Linked DNA regions of Sus scrofa: region 1 is linked to region 2. Evidence: chromatin contacts called from public Hi-C data. All regions are on one chromosome and are shown on one strand. The core of a region is the stretch at or near the end of the contact, and the rest is flanking DNA. Distances in the headings are between cores, read along the strand shown.

Region 1 (2,700 bases), core at 112-2,611, 43 kb before region 2:
AGAGGTGGTACCTCCTTGACAGCAAACCTAAAATGTAAGTCGAGGTGCTTCCTGAGGCCTTGAGTCACCTCATGGAGGCTTCAGAACAAATCAAGAATGAGAGATGGAGACAGAAAGCTTATTGATTTGGGTCCCTAAATATTTCTTCTAAGGCCAGGCACCAATCTCCATCCCAGGACTGGTCACACGAGAGCATCTTTTCTTTCCACTTAAGTTCATTCAAGTCAGATTTTTTTTTCACATGTAAACAATGAGTCAGTCTATTAATACAAAAAAAAAAAAAAAAGACATCACTACTTTAAATACTGCCATTACTACAGAAGTTGTTAGTTGACTCAACAAATACTACTGGACATGCCCTCTGTGCCAAGCTCTGAGAATCTGAACAAAACAGACCAAAAGACAAGCTCTCATAGGATTTCTGGGCTGGTGTCCTGATGTCTGGCATGCATGGCAACTGTAAATTTTTATTATCCCACACTAATATTTATATCATAATGTTGTTGGGTTCATTATGCATTAATGGCTGGTAGATCCAACACAGACATTAAAGAAAGTTAGAATATTTTCAAGGGAGCAGCCATAGCCTTATAGTTAAAGGCCACCGAGAATAACTACATGCTCTAAATCATACCCCCTGCCACTATCAATTTCAGAATTTGGTGTTGGAAGAAGAACCATGAGACTTAACAAGCATGGCAATTTCTTATGCTAGCCTGGTAGAAATATACAGAGGCTTCTTTTGGCTTGGTTACCATGCTTGCAGAAATTTAAAACTGGCAGGGGCCTACAAGTAAGGGAAGTAGAAACCAGAGAAATTTGTAATTCATTCATGGTCAGCCAGACCGCCTGAGGGGCAAATCCCATCAGGATGAAGAGACCCAGTGGGTCACCATTAGTTGGAGGTGTGTCACCGTAGTCTGTTACTCGCAACACAATAGTGACGTTTGGCTAGTGGAAGAGAAGACAGTCAGCCTGCTCCCTGCCGGTGAGCTGGGACTGCATGCTCCTTGCCACGCCCTGGGGAAGGACTGTGCACACCCATGTCATGACGCCGGTGTTTCCTGTCACTGGGGACACAGACACTGATGATATTTTGAGCTGGTGGAAAACCCAGGACAAGAACCTAGCATCCTGAGTCTTTTCAGGGAGTTTTGTCTTTTAATCAGCTTATCAAAAAGAACAGCATAGACTCTCAATCCTTAAATATGGAAAAATAAGAAAATTCAACTCATAGTTATTAATGGCCCAAGAGGTTAAACCCATGTCCAGCAGAGTTCAGTCTATAGTGTCTGCAGATCCCTTTCTGCCTCTGTTCCTCAAAGAGTAAGTACGCTGATCTGGAGGGGATTTTGTTTTCTTCTAATTTAACTTCTGCTACTGCAGAGGAAGTTAATGTGTTGCCTAAACTTGGGCTTCATAATGTGGTACTAGAACAGGGCCATGAATGTCTTATTCAAAAACGTTGGATGAAACAAACGTCATTGACTTGGGCCTGCTCCTGAAACCTCAATTTTCAACAGCTTTCAGTGTCAATTACCTCCCACAACAAAGCTGACTGCCAGCCTCCTGACAATGCTCAGAGCCTCATATCATCCATCGCAGTCCTGTTTATACTTCACAGCGAAATCTAATTTCTTGTAGTTACCGCTGAGACTTAGGCTCCCTTAATCAATTGAATTCTGAAAGAAAACAAGCATCTCAGAAGTAAACCTGAACTTATTAAAACAAGCTTCCAATCAAAATCTCCAACAGCTATAGGGTTTCGTAATTCAGTTCATTCGATACATGCTACTCAGCAGTTTCATGGATATGTTTTCCAGAATATGAGGAGATCGGGAGATCTGTCCCAATTAGGGAGAAGAAATTGAATAGAATGCAATGCATATAATATTAATAACTTGCTCTACTTTACAGCTTCATAATAAAGTTATTTATCCTGCCAGAGGTGTTTCGTGACATTAGCAGTGGAAAGATAGCAAGGGACAGGCGGTCCGGGCCTGTGCCATTTACAAATGGCAGGGCCGTGGCCTTCCCTGCAAGGTTCAGAACAGGCCTGTGGCCAAGGTCAATGGCCTGGGACCTTTATCCAGCACACAGAAGAGACAGACTCTAACTCAATCTCTGTCCTAGCTTCTGGAACAAATTCATAGCAAAAATTATCATTTATATTAATTACCTTAGACATAGATTATTTAGTTGCCACACCATAAATTTATCTTTCCCAGATCAAATATATTCTTTCAAGATTTATTTATTTTTTAATTGAAGTATGGCTAATTTACAATGTTGTGTTTTAGGTATATGGCAAAGTTATTCATTTATATGTGTGTGTATATATAATTACATATATATACAAAATACATATTATAGATAGAGGAGTTCTCATGGCAGCTTAGCAGGTTAAGAATCTGACTAGTATCCATGAGGATGTGGGTTCGATCCCTGGCCTTACTCAGTGGGTTAAAGATCCAGCATTGCCGTGAGCTGTGGTATAGGTAGCAGATGTGGCTCAGATCTGGTGGTGTTGTGGCTGTGGTGAATGGTGCCAGGTGCAGCTCTGATTCAACTCATAGCCCGGGAACTTCCATGTGCTGTGGGTGCAGCTCTAAAAAGACAAAAAAAGTAATTAAAAAATAAAAAATATATATTATTACAAAGATATATGTTTAATTGTATCACTTTGCTGTATCCCTGAAA
Region 2 (2,700 bases), core at 163-2,662:
ACATAGCTCCCTGCATGATCTTGGGCAAGCTTCTTCTTCTAAGCTTCAGTTTTCTCTAAAATGGGGATTGAAGACAGCAACTACCACCCCACCCCCAAAATTGCAGTTGATGGAAATAACATGTTTAGCACAGACCCTACACTAAGTCTGTTTCCTCCTGACCTAAACAGAGATGATCATCAAGATGTACGAGGCAGTCTTCCTGTAAAATAGGACTCATCTTCTCTACCCAAGAGCCCTGTGTTTGCATTAGACTTTGGGCTCCAATTTTTCCCACTCTCAGCCCCCTAAAGCTGATAACGAAGAGGGCCTGATGCAGAACCACCAGCCTGGAAGAGCTGCGAGGCACATTTCTTCATAGGCTTGGCTATGCAGTTTTTCCTTTTAAAATTTTCGGAATTATTTTCGGTCCATCAGAGGTTAAAAGGGATGTTTATTTCCTTACTAACCTCCCATCCGAATTGTAGTGGGGCAAATGACTTAAAGCACAGCTGGATCAACAAGTCTTCTGGGTGAAATAAGATTGTTGAAGCGTGCCCTGAACTCCAGGTTGGAAGGCCTTACTTGGAATAGAAACTGTGGTGTTTTAACGTCGGATGGGGACCTTCTACGAGAATCTCACGGCTGAAGAACTTGCTGTAGGGGAGAGGGCTTACTGCTCCATCGCAATCTCACCTCATTCTGGCTGATTTTTACCACTAACACGCACTGGACCGATTTTCACACTCCTCTGTGTCGAGGCAGGTTCCTCCCACCCCACCTTCCATCCCCTGGCTGGGCTACGGAGGCAGAGAAGACACCACTTCAAGTTGTGCTCTGCCCGCAGGGACTTCCTCGTCGCGCCCGGGTTCAGGCCCCAGGCCAGCTAACGGGAGGAGCGGGCGACCCCACGCAGGCCCTGAGCACGGGGCTTACCCGGTCTGTGCCCCTCCACGGAAACGTCCCTCCACCCCCACCCAGCCCCCCGCCCCGAGGCCCAAGGCCCCAGCGACCGCGTACCTGCTCGGCGCCCTCTGCCTCTGCGTCCCCGTCTGGCGCGGGGCTGGCGCGGGGCCGGCCGCCGGCTCGCTCTGGGGTTTCCGGGGGCTCCGCGGATTCCGGAGCTTGCACGGGCTCCCGCCCCGGGCCCTCGCTACCGCCTGGCCCCGGCTCCTCCGGCTCGGGCTCGGGCTCAGGCTCGGGCTCCGAGTCGGTCTGCCAGGTAGAGTCGCAGTCCTCCACAGTGGTGGGCTCGCGCGCGCTGACCCCGCCGAACAGGTTGCCCATCGGAGAGGCGGGCGGGGGCCCCGAGCTGCGGCTACGGGTGTGGGCAGCGGCGCTAGGGCCCGGGCACTGCCGCGGCCAGGGCGCTGGGCGGCACCTCGGCGCCCGGCCCGCACAGCCTGCGCGCGGCGAGCGGCGGCGGGCGCAGGGCGGGGAGGAGCCCACGGCCCCGGGGCCGCCGCCCGCGCCCGAGCCCGCCCATCGCTCCCCGCCTCCCCGGCCCCCGCGCGCGCCGAGCTCGCCTCTTGGTCCCCCGGAAGGCCCGCCCCCCGCTGCCTCTAATGTCCCCGAAGCGGATCAAGGTTTGCCGCCCCAGCCCGGGCACCTCCCCGCCCCTCGAGCCTCCTGATCCCGCCCAGCTCCGGGACGTTAGGGGGGAGGTGTCACCGTCTGCGGATGAGTCTGGTCCCCACTCCGCCCCCTAACCTGGCTAGTCCAAGAGAAAGAGGAACTGGCCGCAGCAGAGGAAAGAAGCTGCTCACCAGCACCAGGCACCACATCAACAGAAAATCCCAGCTCCCGCTACTGCAGCTGGGGCAGCCACCTGCAGTCCCCGTGGAGCAGAGAGTCAAACTTGGCTACTCCCTCAACTGAAGAGCAAAAGCAGCAAAAACAACCAGACTTTCACATTCATCTGTGGATGCTTTCACTAACACCCACTCTAAATCTGTGCTCAGAGTAGAATAACAACTCAGAGTCCTTGGCCCCTTGGTCTGTTCTCTAAATCAAAGGAGAAGAGATAAAACGGCAAGCTCGAACAAGTGACTGCTGTAAACTTTGTATCATGACCTTACCTTGTGATTCTAGGAAGCCACATCTGCTGAATGTGTACTAAGAAAACAGTTTCCATATAAGATCAAATCGCTGTACTGGAAATAAATAGTTTCTTTGTAAATGTTTCGTCGTGGATTAGAAGACCACATCAAGGATGATGGACTGTTTCTAGGGAAAGAGTTGGAAACAGGATCCCCCTTCCACACTTAAGTCAAGATTGCCTCTCTTTAAGCACTGTGACTGTGGCTCCCTCCCTAATGAGTTTCTGACCTTAGACAAATCACCAAGCTACTTTAAACCTAAATTTCCTTATTTATAAAATAGGGCCAGATTTTCTCTTTAGGGTCCCTTGAAGTTCTGACTTTCTATGATCCATGAATGATCTAAAGCTAATAAGTAATAAACACATAAATAGATGAGACACACAAAAAGACTTGACATAAGTGCTTAGTGAAGAAAAACTGGGGCTGCAGTAGAACACACCAATCCAACTGGTGGTATCCGGGATTTGGATTCATCTTCTACCCTCAGAGGACCAGAACACATTGCAGAAATAAATGCTGTCCATCTAGCCATAGGCTTTCCAGAAAAGAGAGTCTAGTGGTAGTTGCTATGCCCAGGTGCTCCAGCACTTGGTCCATATGTAGATTAAAACTGTTCTGG

The links. A called contact is a pair of places that touch in the nucleus more often than the background predicts.
Region 1: a contact with region 2 is called in a Hi-C map of liver, with 2.3 times the contacts expected there. The contact joins the enhancer-like site here to the promoter of OGFRL1 in region 2. A contact is called at or near these places in 3 of 47 Hi-C or Micro-C datasets (heart right ventricle, liver and skeletal muscle) and 1 of 2 datasets of contacts at active chromatin or transcription factors (alveolar macrophages).

The regions. Positions count from the first base shown.
Region 1 is chr1:51,355,127-51,357,826 of Sscrofa11.1, reverse strand. No RefSeq gene overlaps it. Among named protein-coding and RNA genes, the nearest start is that of MIR30C-2, 27 kb to the left of the region's middle. Within about 2 kb of position 1,361, at least 2 of the 83 cell types and tissues checked have an H3K27ac peak or open chromatin away from gene starts, as enhancers often do. A contact at or near this core is called in alveolar macrophages and liver, where this site is marked.
Region 2 is chr1:51,311,700-51,314,399 of Sscrofa11.1, reverse strand. It overlaps OGFRL1 (opioid growth factor receptor-like protein 1), which reads right to left and starts at 1,412. Exons shown (of 7, transcript XM_003121264.5): 1 at 1,000-1,412. The coding sequence starts at 1,266.